2 separate regions of the Sus scrofa genome follow, and region 2 is linked to region 1. The links are chromatin contacts, called in public promoter capture Hi-C maps. All regions are on one chromosome and are shown on one strand. The core of a region is the stretch at or near the end of the contact, and the rest is flanking DNA. Distances in the headings are between cores, read along the strand shown. Region 1 holds the start of TMEM219 (insulin-like growth factor-binding protein 3 receptor). Region 2 holds the start of ALDOA (fructose-bisphosphate aldolase A).

Evidence for each region. Promoter capture Hi-C pulls out the DNA fragments that hold promoters and counts their contacts.
Region 2: a promoter capture Hi-C map of fetal skeletal muscle shows a contact between it and region 1, with 2.3 times the contacts expected there. The contact joins the promoter of ALDOA here to the promoter of TMEM219 in region 1. A contact is called at or near these places in 1 of 5 promoter capture datasets (fetal skeletal muscle), 1 of 47 Hi-C or Micro-C datasets (embryonic fibroblasts) and 1 of 2 datasets of contacts at active chromatin or transcription factors (alveolar macrophages).

The regions. Positions count from the first base shown.
Region 1 is chr3:18,162,373-18,169,478 of Sscrofa11.1, reverse strand. TMEM219 (insulin-like growth factor-binding protein 3 receptor) reads right to left here and starts at 2,708. Exons shown (of 7, transcript XM_021088010.1): 1 at 2,602-2,708; 2 at 1,392-1,590; 3 at 1,228-1,297; 4 at 1,109-1,225. The coding sequence starts at 1,556.
Region 2 is chr3:18,242,514-18,249,619 of Sscrofa11.1, reverse strand. It overlaps ALDOA (fructose-bisphosphate aldolase A), which reads right to left and starts at 3,584. Exons shown (of 15, transcript XM_021087997.1): 1 at 3,524-3,584; 2 at 3,246-3,281; 3 at 2,370-2,513; 4 at 1,984-2,139. It overlaps LOC110260082, which reads left to right and starts at 3,090. Exons shown (of 4, transcript XM_021088012.1): 1 at 3,090-3,172. The coding sequence starts at 3,132. LOC110260083 (a long non-coding RNA gene) reads right to left here. Exons shown (of 8, transcript XR_002342905.1): 7 at 5,827-5,880; 8 at 5,237-5,686.

The DNA of each region.
Region 1 (7,106 bases), core at 1,459-3,958:
AAATCCTGTGTATCCCACACTTCTAATGACTCTCTCAAATCAGTCCCCTTCTTTCACACCACTGTCTTACCATCTTTTTATTGCAACCACCTCCTAACTGGTCTTTGTGCATATGGACACATTCCTTCCAGGCAGTCAGCCAACACCGTGTGATCTTTTTAAAAGAACAACAATAACAAAATTTTACTATTTTCCTGATTAAATTCTTCGAGCCGAAGATATTGGATAAAGTACAACAACCTTGGCTTGGCACAAGACTCTCCATGGGATTCTGCTGCTTCTTCACTCACCTCCTGCCACTCATTTAACACTCCTTCCCCTGCGCCGGTCAAATGGAACCCCAGAAAGTTCCTATATGTGTCTTCATAATCCCCATCTTCATGCCTTCTGGCTGGAGGAGCACATTCCTAAGCCTCAGTTCAAGCCCTGTATCCTTGGAAAAGCCTGTCTTCACCATCCCGGCTTGACGCCCTTCTGAGTATTCTCATTGTACCTTTGTTCTACGGTACCCACTTAAAGGTATTTACTTTTTAAAAAATTTTATTTTATTATTATTTTTTGTCTTTTTTGCCTTTTCTGGGGCCGCTCCCATGGCATATGGAGGTTCCCTGGCTAGGGGTCGAATCAGAGCTGTAGCCGCCGACCTACACCAGAGCCACAGCCACGCGGGATCCGAGCCGCATCTGCGACCTACACCACAGCTCACTGCAAGGCCGGATCCTTAACCCACTGAGCAAGGCCAGGGATCAAACCCGCAACCTTGTGGTTCCTAGTCGGATTCATTAACCACTGCGCCACGACGGGAACTCCTTAAAGGTATCTACTTCTGTTCACATCTGTATCTTTTTCTTTCCTTTTTTTTTTTTTTTTTTTTTTTTAAAGCTGCATCCGTGGCACATGGAAGTTTCCAGGCCAGGGATCAAATCTACACCACAGCTGTAACCAGAACCATAGTAGCGGCAATGCTGGGTCCTTAACCCACCGATCAAGGCCAGGGATTGAACCCATATCCTCACAGACGCTACGTCAGGGTCTTAACCCAATGAGCAACAGGAGCTCCAAACCTGAGTGTTCTGATGCCCAATCCCACAGTCCTCCTTGGTCTCACCTTTCAATCCCATCTGACTCCTGGGGACCTGGGCTTGGAATGTCTGGGTCTTGTTCCCGTCTGGATCATCTCCGAAATTCAAGGTGGTCAGTAAGCCCACGACGTGAGACTCATGCGACTTCCTGTAACTGTCCCATTCACAGGGCACAAGGTCAACTGGCCAAACAATCTCAAGAAGGAGACCCAGTCCTGTATGCAAAAGGAAGGCAGGGGAGAGGGGAGAGGAGATTAGCAACAAAAGCTGTCCTACAAAGGAAGAATGAGCATGAGGGTAAGTACTCACCTGGGGGATGTCAGGGCTGCGCAGGCCAGTCCTATGGGTGAGGAGGAAGCCACCAAGGCCCAGGCCAGAAAGGCCAAGAAGCAGCAGGATCAAAGTGGCACAGACCAGAGGTGGGTGGTGGGCCAGGCAGAGATGCAGGTTGTGCACTGCCTGGCAGCTGCCCATGGGGAGCAGAGGGGTCTGGGCCTCCAGGGAGAGCCTGCTTGAGGACAGGAAGGAAGACCTGGTCAAGAGCCTGCCAGTAAGAAGGCACTTACCCATTTTATTCAAAGGGAAGCTAAAGCCCCAAGAAGACAAGGGACTTGCTCAAGGCTACCCAGCCAGTTAGTGGCAAAGCCAGGACAAGAATCCACGGCTCTGGACTCCAAGTGTTCGTTTCCATGCACCGCTCAATGAATGCTTGCTGCATTTCATTTCTCAAGTAATCAAGGCGGAAGCAGAGCAGAGTATGCTGTACTGGAAAAAGGAACTTGAAAAGGAGAATTCCCAAGGGGAGAAATTCAGGAAGCAGCCGTTCCAGGGGCCCAGGGTCTGGCTGAAGAACAGTTCCAACCAACAGCCCAGGGAAGGGAAGTGCCTGATGAAAACTCCACGTTGGAGCTAAACTGCTCAATTTGAATCCTTCTCTGCCACTCACTGGCTTTGTGAGCTTCAGAATCTGTGAAATGGGAATTCTAAGAACACCAAGTAGAGGACTAAACGGAACGGATAAAACAGTTTGCATAGTACTTGCCCTTGCAGGAACTGAACAAATGTCCATTTCCTTTCTATTTCTCTGGGTCATATTGATCTTCAAAATCAGGTGAGGCAAGGCAAAAATACCGTAGGGAAAACTGGGGCTTGAGGACTTTTTAATACGGGAGTGGTAGGGCCAAGGTCTGAAACCCGTCTCCTGCTTCCAAGTGGAGTGCTCTTTCCCAGGCGAGAAGCGACAGCCTGATGAAAAGGAACATCTGGAAGGCGAGCTAAACATATGGGATGGGGGGAAAGGAGGGCTCCAGGGAAATGCTCAACCGCGGCCCTTCCTCCCGTCCCGGCCCTTCTGGAAAGGGGGTAAAGGCAGGAAGGCGGAGGAAAGAGCCCGAGGGTCTGCGGCTGCTAGTGCCCCTAGGCCTCCCCTCCCCCGCAAAGCCCCTCCTGCAGAAGAAACTCAAAACCCGCATCCCTTCCCGGTCTAGCAGCGTCGGGTGCACCCGCCGCTCGCTCTCACCGCTCGCAGCCGGGCGGAGGCCGGCGCCCCCCACGACGTCACTCGTGGAGTCGCGAAGGGGCGGGGTCCGCGTTCCCACCCCCCCCACCCCACCCCTCGGCGGGGATTCGCATGCGCAGTGCCCAGGAGGGCGGCCACCTTGTCTTTCCTAGTCAGGGTGGGGGCGTACCAAGAGGACATCCATTGCAGGGGCAAAGGGGAAGAAGTAACACCGCGGGAGTTGAATAAAAGGGAGAGAGGCCAGGAAGCTAATCCTGAAGACGTTGTAAAACTGTACACGCTCCATCCGGAGAGATAGTGGGGGGCATTTCAACGTGAATCTCGTCGCAAGCATTTTGCTTTTGCTTGTCTCCCACCCGCGCCAATAGCACAGCCCGGCCGCGCCCAGGTTCCGGGTGAAGACTTGGGGTCCGCCCGGGGTGGGGCGGGGCTCCACAGCAAAGATTCTGGCCTTCCGGGCGGCTTTGGGGTTTGGGCTCCGCTCTTTTCTGCAGCTTAGTGGGATTTAACGTCTACACTTCATGCTTGGTCCCCGGCTTTTAGCGACTCCTTAGTACATAGGACCCTCGAGCTGCAGGGTTGCTCAATAGAGACCATCTCATTTCACTTATGCCCGCATTTTTCTAACACGAGGTCCAAATTAACCTGAAATAGCAGGGTATTTAGAGCCAAGAACTTTGGGTTCAAATCGTGACTCCATCCCTGCCCCTGTACAAGCCATAACCGTGCTTTTCTGGAGACTGAGTTTACTCCTTTGTTAAAGGGGATCATCCGACCTGTTTGGATGGGAAGATTAAGAGGTTAAAGGGGGAAAACGTGGACCTACTGAGCACACAACCAGCGCTGGACAAATGCTGTTTGAAACGGAACCTGAGTATTCAACTCTACTGAGGCTTCCTTGAGACAGAGACCATGTCTTTTCTGTACCACCCTACCCAAAAGTTTATAGCTCAGAAACCGCTCATATATGGTCAAAAGATACTCAACAAGGGTGCCAAGACCATTTAGTGGGGAAAAGCTTGTCTTTCCAACAAATTGTGTTAAAAAGACGGGAAATCCACATGCAAATGGATGAACTTACTTTACAACCTATGCAAAAGTTAATTCAAAATGCATGGAAGAACTAAATGTAAGAGCTGAAACTATACAACTGTTAGAAGAAAACATAGGGGAAACGCTTCATGATATTGGACTTGGCAACAATTTATTGAATATGATATCAAAATCATACACAACAAAAGAAAAAATAGATACACTGCATCAAAGTTTAAAACTTCTGTGTACCATAGAAGGCAATCAATAGAGTGAAAAGGCAACTCCTGGAATGGGAGGAAGTATTTGCAAATAATCTGCTAAGGAGTTAATATCTAGAATATATAAGGAACTACAGCTCAACAATAACAATGACAAAACCAACCTGATTAAAAAAATGGGCAGGAGTTCCCGTTGTGGCTCAGCGGTTGACGAATGACTAGCAACCATGAGGACGCAGGTTTGATCCCTGGCCTTGCCCAGTGGGTTAAGGATCCCTTAACTGAGCTGTGGTGTAGGTCACAGACTTGGCTTGGATCATGCATTGGTTGTTATGGCTGTGGCATGGGCCAGTGGCTATAGCTGCAATTGGACCCCTAGCCTGGGAGCTTCCATATGGCATGGCTGTGCCCTAAAAAGCAAAAAAAAAAAAAAAAAAAAAAAAATCACTTCATACCTATTAGGATGACCACTATCCAAAAAAAAAGGAAAATAATGAATGTTGACAAGGCTATGGAGATAGTGGAACTCTTGTGCATTGTGTGTGGGAATGTAAAATAGTATAGTTGCTATGGAAAACAGACCAGTGTATCTTTGAAAAAAATGTTAAATAGAATTGCTATATTATCAAACAATTCCACTTTTGGGTAGATATATATATATATATATATATATATCTACCCAAAATTGAAAGTTGAGTCTCCAAGAGATATTTATATACCATGTTCATAGTAGCATTATTCAAAAGAAATAAAAGGTGGAAGTAAACCAAATGTCCATCAATAGATGATTAGATAAAATATGGTATAGACATAGAATGGAATATTATTTGGCCTTTAAAAAGGAAGGCTATATGACATGCTACATGGATGAACCTTGAGGATATTATGCTAGATGAAATAAGCCAGTCACAAAAAGACAAATATTGTATGATTCCACTTATATGAGGTACATAAAGTAGTCAAATTCATAAAGACAAAGTAGAATGGTGGTTGCCAGGGAGGAGGGGAGATGAAAATAGGGAGTTATCATTTAATGGGTTGAAAGTTTGAGTTTGGCAAGATGAAAAAGGTTCTAGAGGTGAATGGTGGTGATGGCTGCACATCAAGGTGAATGTACTTAACAGTACTGAACCATACACTTCAAAATGATTAAGATGGTAAGTTTTATGTGTATTTTCCCACAACTAAAATTAACGCTTAAAAAACTTGGGGATGGGCATGGCAGAATTTATAGCACACTCTCCTAGGGCACAGTGGATGTTTTATAAATGCCATTGATTGACTAAGATGCAATTCCAAGTGCAGGAAGTATTTTCTCAAAGGATAAATAAGTGTGGCTGATAGAATTTTAGAATCTAGGAATTGTTCTGTAATAACCTCTTTGGAAAAAAAGAATAGGCATATGTTTATTTATGATTGATTCACTTTGCTATACACCAGAAACTAACAGAGCACTGTAAATCAACTATACTCCAATAAAAAAAATTTTTAAAGATTAAAAAAAAAAGAATCTAGGAATTGGAAGGAATTTGATAACCGATTAAGTTCAGCAATACCACCACCCTCCTTTATTTTCCAGATGCTCAACTGATATCTGGAGAAATTAAGGGCCTTGCCCCAAGTTTCCCAGTTAGTTAAACCTCAGCCAGACCTAGAGCCCAAGAGTCCCAACACTAAATCCAGTCCTTTCCCACTAAATCCTCCCTTATCAGTCTTGCCGAAAAATCTCTCCTGAAAACCTACAAAGGTCTCTGCCCATTTACTCTCAGTCACATCCAGACACATTCTAGTCTGGCCAACGAGGTGAACTTTCCTAGTCTTGATCTAGTCTCCCTACCTGAACCTCAGCTCCTGGAGTACTGTGTTCTCACAAGCCCCAGGTCTTGTCATAGTTTCAGCACATAATATTCATTCAGGAAATATTTGTTGATTAATTTCCCCAAAGCAGCTTCATACAGGCCAGTTTCTCTGAGAACTCACCCATTTTCAGTCTCCTTTTATGGCTGGAAGCATATCTGTGCATGTTTGAATGTTTATGAAATTTACGTTAAAATGTAAAAGAAAGTTTATGTGGTCACTGATTTTTTTTTATGTCTGCTATGGTCCATGTACAAAATTAATATCCATATATAAAGAAGATGTGGTACATATATGTAATGGAATATTACTCAGCCATAAAAAAGAATGAAATATCAGTTCCCATTGTGGCGCAGCAGAAACAAGTCCAACTAGGAACCATGAGGTTATGGGTTCAATCCCTGGCCTCTCTCGGTGGGTCAAGGATCCAGCGTTGCCGTGAGTGAGCTATAGTATAGGTTGCAGACGCAGCTCAGATCTGGAGTGGCTGTGGCGTAGGCCAGCGGCTACAACTCCGATTCAACCCCTAGCCTGGAAACCTCCATATGCCACAGGTGCATCCCTAAAAAGACACACACACACGCACACGCACACGCACACAGAAAGAATGAAATGATGCCAATTGCAGCAACATGGATGGACCTAGAGATTATCATTCTAAGCAAAGTAAGTCAGAGAAAGACAGATATCATAGGGCATCACTTATATGAGGAATCTAATTAAAATTATACAAAAGAACTTATTTACAAAACAGAAACAGACTCAAAGATATTGAAACTCTGGTTACCAAGGGGAAAATTGAAGGGGGGGGAGATATGTCTTAGGTGGTTGGGATTAACATACACAATACTACATATGAAATAGATAACAAGGACCTACTGACTAGTACAAAGAAAGCTACTCAGTATTCCGTAATAACCTATATGGGAAAAGAATCTGAAAAAGAATGGATATATGTACACGAGTAATTGATTCATTTTCCTGTACACCTGAAACTAACACATTGTAAGTCAACTACATTCCAATAAACATTAAAAAAAAATTAGGAGTTCCCATTGTGGCACAGTGGTTAAGCCCAGGGGCCTGAGTTGCTGTGGAGGTGTGGGTTCAATGGGTGCAGCCATAAAATTTTTTTATAAAATCGGTATCCATATAGCAAAATTTTTTTCTCTTTTTGGCCCTACCCATGGCCCATTCCTTGGCCAGGGATTGAATCCCAGCCACAGCTGCAACCTATGCCACAGCTGCAGCAATGCCAATCCTTAACTCACTGCGCTACGGCAGGAATTCCCATAGAGTAAAAATTTTGTTAATGCTTTTACTTAATGAGGGGTCTAATTTGCAGGATAAGACATGAAATTGCCGGTATACAATAGGAAGTCAACAAATGATTTT
Region 2 (7,106 bases), core at 2,335-4,834, 79 kb before region 1:
ACAAGGACGAGAGGCCTCTGACTAGTCCCTCCCTGCAGACAGAAGGCCAAGGAAGTGGCGACCCCAGGCCAGGGGGCCAGAAAACACTGTTATAATTGAGCATTTCCTATAAAAAAAGGCGGTTTGAGGACCACAGGGTCTTCCCCCTTTCCCCTTTTGTTCCCTTAGCTCCAGCCCTGAACCCCAGCTACCCCTGGGAAATCAGAGGCCTATCATTTGAAAGAGAACTCCCTGCCCTGTAATTTATTTTGAGACTCAAAACATCTTACGGGGATTTGCAACTGCAGTCAAGCTGAGTTGTGAATGTGCTGGGTCTTTGCCCCCTCACTCTTCCCTGCCTAGAGAAGGGCTCCTTCAAGGGCAGGAGCGTTGCCGTCTCAGTCTCTGAGCCCAAAATAATCAGCCTGGGAAGGTGGTCAATTACATTGAACATCCTTCAAGCCACAAATGCAAAAATGGCCTGTCTTCTGAGAGCCAGGCTTCTCCCTGAGGGTTCTGTTTCAACACACCACGGAGCAATTTGCTCTGCAAGACTCTACTGTGGGAGGCTGCAGAAGTGACTAAACTTCCCTGAGCCAATTTATTCCCCTGCAAAAGGAGGAGAAAAACAGCCTTGTGGTGCAGTGGGTTAAGGATCTGGCATTGTCACTGCAGCAGCTCAGGTCACTGCCATGGCTCAGGTATAATCCCTGGCCAGGGGAACTTCCACATGCTGCAAGTGCAGCAAGGAAAAAAAAAAAAAAAAAAGAGTTCCCTTCTTGGCTCAGTGGGTTAACGAACCTGACTAGGATCCATGAGGATGCGGGTTTGATCGCTGGCCTTGCTCAGTGGATTAAGGATCTGGCGTTGCTGTGAGCTGGTTAAGTGGTGTAGGTCACAGATGCAGCTTGGGTCCCGAGTTGCTGTGGCTGTGGCATACGATGGCAGTGGTAGCTCCAATTAGACCCCTAGCCTGGAACTTCCACATGCTGTGGGTGTAGCCTTGCAAGCAAAAACTAACAAACAAACAAAAAAACCCCAAAACATGGATAGATAGTCAAAGTGTGATGTCAGGTGAAAAAGGACAAGTAGCACCTGTGAGGAAATAGTGTATGGGGTGTGACTACATTTTTACCAAGAGTCAAATGCAAGAGTGATAGTACCGCATGCATATCAGTATATGAGGGACATACAGCAACCTCGGTTAGAGGGCTGGTTTATAAAGCGACCTGTACTTTTCTATGTATTTCAACAGGCACACTTTATAATAAACAAACAAATATAAGGAGTTCCCATCATGGCTCAGCCGAAACGAATCTGGCTAGCATCCATGAAGACGCAGGTTCAATCCCTGGCCTTGCTCAGTGGGTTAAGGACCCAGCGTTGCCGTGAGTTGTGGTGTAGGTCACAGACAAGGCTTGGATCCTGCGTGGCTGTGGCTGTGGTATAGACTGGCGGATTCAGCTCCGATTTGACCCCTAGCCTGGGAACCTCCATATACTACAGATGCAGTCCTAAAAAAAGACCAAAAAAAAAAGTATATATATATATACACACGCACACATATATGTGTATATGTATATGTACACACACACACAAGCACACACAGTTTTTTAAAATGCCCATTCTCAAGGTCATTATCTGACCCTGTCAGTAGCACAGTATCCAGAATACCGTATTCACTTGGTGAACAGGAGGAGCTCTGGAGGGGCTCTGTTTTTTCTTTTAACTACCATTTTCAGAAGTGCTCATGTGCCCTACACGTTACCCATTACCTTTCTCCAGCTGCTTCCCTACTTTCTTTTCTACAAGTAGCTTTCATTGCCAGAAAAGTATCTGAGCTGTTTTTTACGTTGTTTTTGGCTGTCTCCACCTGAGCCAGTACCTGGAACTGTGCCTGGCCTAGAATAGGTGCTCAGTAATAAATTTTGTTGAACCAAAAATGAATGCACGGATAGTACCTCAATCAGGGCTCAGGGGCCAGGGGCCAGCACGAGAACTCACAGCTTCAGTGGGCTGCGGGCAGCAGGCATCCAGGTAGTGGGCTGGGCTAGGCAGAGGGAAGTTGCAGGCTTCTGCACAGGTCCAGCAACAGTCTTGGGGTCTAGAGGCGCCTTGCTTCCTGCAGGGGGGGCTGCAGTCTGTGCAGCAGCGCTGAGTCTAGGAGAAGGCAGGGTTCAGGATCCAGGCCAGGCGGCAGGCGGGGAGGGACAGCCAAGACTCAGTTTGGGGGAGAGGGGCAGGGGAAGGTTCAGCTGGGGACAGGGATGGGATGGATGCGGGGATTAAAGGGGAAAGGGGTCTCATGGTAAGGGCCTGCAGTTGGGGGCCAAAATGACCAGCTTCCTCTTCCTCAGGGCCCACCCTTCGGCCCCCACCAGGCCCCTCACCAGCAGGCAGTGCCTAGTCAGCAGCACCAGGCCCAGCAGCAACAAATAGATGCCCACAGCAATGATGACGACGGCGGGGATGGGGAGCAGCAGGGAGGGGCTGCTGACAGGAGCCGGGGTTGGATTCCACGGGCTAGAGGAGGCCTGGACAGCACAGGAGGAAGGGGTGACAAGGAGGTGCGGAGGGGCTGCAAGGACACACAAATACCAGGACGACGCTGGACGTGGCTGGGAAAAGTGGAGGAAGAGCCACCGGGTGACAGGAAGTCAATGGGACTTATTGCTCTTCCTTTCAGGCTGCCTCCCCAAACAGATCTATCGGGTCTGCTTCCTTTGCACTACTTTCCCATCCCTCAACCCACAGAACTGGCCCCTAACTGCCTTGCAACCTGCAACTGTGCCCCTTTCCACACCAGCTGTCTTGTGTATCTCCTCCCCACACCCCCTTACAATCCATCAATGGCTCCCACTGACTCAGTCTCAACTTATCTCAGCGACAAAAGCCCCAATCAAATGCTGCCTATCTCTCCTTCTGTCCCCATGGCACTCCAGCCATACTGAAGTCCTAGCAGTTCCCTTAAAGGCCCTATATCCTCTCTCTCAGGCCCACGTCTCTCTGACCAGGCTGTTCCCTCTGCCTGGGATGCCCTTTCCTCTGGATTGCTTGGCCAGCTCCTCATCTTGCCAGAGTGGCATGCGCCTTTTCCTGGGAAGGCCGACCCTGCACACTCTCACAGCTCTGGTCCTCAACTGGGAGTATCTATGTCGGGTAAAAAAAATCCCTCTCCAGTGCAAGCTCCAAGGTAGGAAAAGTCAGGGTGAGTTGACGCCTCTGAGGGAGCCGCTCCAGACAGGGCTAAGGGGCCTAGGACTCACGTCCATGGGGCAGGATAGCGCCGCTCGGTCCAGGAGCTGCAGAGGAGAGAAAGTCCTGGGCTCAGAGACTGAGAGGGGCCACTAGGCTGGGGTGCCCCTTCTCCACCTCCCAGTTCCGGTTTGGGGAAACTGAGGCCCAACCATGGTCCCTGGTCGGCACAGTGGGGATCGGGTCGGGGGATTCGGAGCGGCACCACCTTCGAAAGCCCTGCCCGACCCAGACCACACCCCTGTTTTCCCCCAACCCCGGGCTCCCTCCATCGACCTAACGGCTTTACCTGCGCCCTCGGGGCGGCGGGCAGTTCACGGATTCCGCGCTTTGCTTGATCCAATCCGCCGAGGCCGCTGCACCGCCCAGAAGCCTCCCGCTGCTTCTCGCGGTTGCTATGGAGATCAGAGCGCCGCTCCTACGGCGGCCGCTCAGACCCAAAACTCCTTCTCCACCCCGCGCTTCCCCTTCGCGATCTTCTTTGGTCACCAGCTCTTCTTTTTAGTTGGGGTCCCCTGAGCTTTCCCGCAGTTACAGAATAGAAATGGGGAGTTCCCGCAGATACCCGCCTAAGTCGGATCCTCATTGTGCGCTGTGTGCTACAAAGGGAAGATTGAACCCCCGGGCTATACCATCAACTGGCTATGTGACTTCGGCTAAGTCACTATGCCTCGAAGAATCCGTGTTATTCCAGTGTAAACCGAGGAGAAACAGTATCCTCCCACGGATACTGTAAAAGTCAAAGCTACTTCTTAATTGTATAGAACTATCCTCAATATTGTTTCAACCTCATCGCACTCACTTTTATTAACAGCGTTTTTTTATTTTTTATTTTATGGCAGCACTCGGGGGAATATGTAAATTCCCCAGGCCAGGGATTGAATCCCAGCTATAGCTGCGACCTACCACAGAGGATCGAAACTGCACCTCCGAAGCTACACGAGCTGCTGCAGTGGGATTTTTAACCCACTGAGCCAAAGCGTGAAGTCCAGTGCCCAAACTTAAGATTCATCATCTGGTCTCTTCAACCCTCACATCACCATCAAAGTGGTTTGCTCCACCCACATCGGATTTTGTGTTTTTTCTTTTTGTCTTTTTGTCTTCTAGGGCCGCACCCGCGGCATATGGAGGTTCCCAGCCTAGGGGTCGAATCAGAGTTGCAGCTGCCAGCCACAACCACAGCCACAGCAACGCAGGATCTGAGCCACGTCTGCGACCTACACCACAGCTCACGGCAATGCCGGATCCGTAACCCACTGAGCGAGACCAGGGATCGAACCCGCAACCTCATGGTTCCTAGTGAGATTCATTAACCACTGCGCCACGACGGGAACTCCCAGATTCTTAACCCACTAATCTACGACCGGAACTCCCTGATTCACCTTTTTTTTTTTTCTTTTCTTTTTATGGTTGCACCTGTGGCATATGGAAGTTCACAAGCCACAGGTTGAATCAGAGCTGCAGCTGCCAGCCTACAACACAGCCACAGCAACACTGGATCCTTAACCCAATGAGCAAGGCCGGAGATCAAATGCACACACATCCTCACAGAGACAACATTGGGTCCTTAACCTACTGAGCCACAACAGGAACTCCCCTGATTCATCTTCATGTCTTTTTTTTCTAGGGCTGCACCCGGGGCATATGGAGGTTCCCAGGCTAGGGGTCCAATTAGAGCTGTAGCCGCTGGCCTACGCCAGAGCCACAGCAATGTGGGATCTGAGCTGAGTCTGCGACCTACACCACAGCTCGAGGCAACGCCAGATCCTTAACCCACTGAGTGAGGCCAGGGATCGAACCCACAACCTCATGGTTCCTAGTTGGCTTCGTTAACCACTGAGCCACAATGGGAACTCCTCATCTTCATATCTTAAGCCCTAGCAGTTAGCTTGGCCTTGAGTACTTACTGATTCTATGAATGAGTGGAATCCAACCAATGAGGTGATGCCTTCCCTGGGCTTGTGAGGCACTCTGACTGCCCACTTTTTTTTTTCTTTTTTTCTTTTTTAGGGTCTGCAGATCAGAGCTGCAGCTGCTGACCTACCCCACAGCCAGCAATGCAGGATTCAAGCTAAGTCTGCAGCCTACACCACATCTCACAGCAATGCCGGATCCTTAACCCACTGATCAGGGCCAAGGATCAAACCCACGTCCTCGTGGGTATTATTTTGGTTCCTTACCGCTGAGCCATGGGAACTCATGTCTTCCCCTATTTTCTTTGCAGAATCCTGAGGCTCAAGATGCAACCTGTTCCCACCTCAGCCCCAGGAAAATTTTCAGGTGACACATACTCCCTCTGTCTCCTCATTTCCTGCCAACATCCTAGAGACATCAGCCTTGGCAAGGCCTCTGGACACGTCCATGGCCCACAGTGGCCAGACTCACCACGGACGGGGTTCTGTTCCTACCACGAGCACATGCATTATGCAGGAGGCAGCACAGGGCACCAGGTCTGTTTGTTGCAAGGCAAGAAAGGAGGTGATGAACGCACCCCACTTGGCCAGGGCCCCGCTTCCACCCACATCACACCCCCTGTTGGAAGCAGGGAGAAACTGACCTCTCAGATAGTCCAACTGCCATAAGGTCTCCTACCTGAAGTTCAAAGCTGGCGATGGAGATATTATCACTCATGGTTTCACACCGCCCCTGGGAGAGAGAGTAAAAGACTATAGCTTTCCAAAAATCATGGGGTAAGTGGGAGACCTGAGATGCAGAGAAAGCCCAGAAGATGAAAGGAGCCTCTGAGGACCTGGGCTTGGACGTGGGAAAGGAATCTGGCAGTTTTGATTTTGATCTAATGCTTCCAGGTAATATGGCCTCCCAGAGACCAAGATGGGGTTCACTAGCCTCCTTATTATGAAAATGAAAGGCTGATGCTTAGGTAGTTACCTCTGGGGGAATAAGAAGCTGAACTCTGCTGAACTAGAGGGTCAGTGGCGCCCTCGTCACAGACTTTCCCTTATTTTCTCCTAACAGTAGGCAGAAACCATCACTTCCACTTTACAGAGAGAAACGAATTATGGAGAGTTCCCTGGTGGTCCAGGGGTTAGGATTCAGGGCTTTCATCACTGCAGCCCCAGTTCAATCCCTGATCTGGGAACTGGGCTCAAATGTGAAGCTGCTGCACGCTGTGGCCAAAAAAAAAAAAAAAAAAAAAAAAAAAAGAAAAAAAAAAAAAGAAGAGAACTATGGGAAGTTCCTGTGTGGCACAGAAGGTTAAGGATCCAGTGGTGCCACAGGTGTGGTGCGGGTTGCAACTGTGGCGTGGGGTTTGATCCCTGGCCTGGGAACTTCCACATGCTGCGGGCATAGCCAAAAAAAAAGAAAGAAAGAAAAAAGAATTATGATCTAGGCTTGAATTCTAGTTCTGCCACCATGTGTCAGTGTGACCTTGAGCAAGTCAGTTGACCTCCCTGGGACTCAGTCTTCTTTATCTGGAAAGTGGGGCTAAGAGACTGCCAAGGCTTATTGTGATGCTCAGAGAAAATATAGGTAGAGCACCTGGCACAGAACATGAGTCATTAAAAAAAGAGAACAAGAACCTTGAATGACGATCGCAATGACTATTTACAATGTGCCACATAGTAACTGTGTTTACACACATCTCATCTCATTCAGTCATCCCACAGCCCTTCTGCTCCTGTCCCCATTTTATAGATGAAAAGCTTGAGGCTCAGAGGAGCCAAATCGCTTGCACAAGTTCTCCTGGCTAGTGAGTGATGGAACTAAGATTGGAGCCCAGGCAATGGGACTTTGTACACAACTGGAGCTCAGAGAGGTTCTGACACTTGCCCAAGGTCACACAGCCAACCTAAGGAGGGAAAATGGTCTGAACGCTTAGTTGTCTCCCTCCGACTCCCCTAATGTGCCGC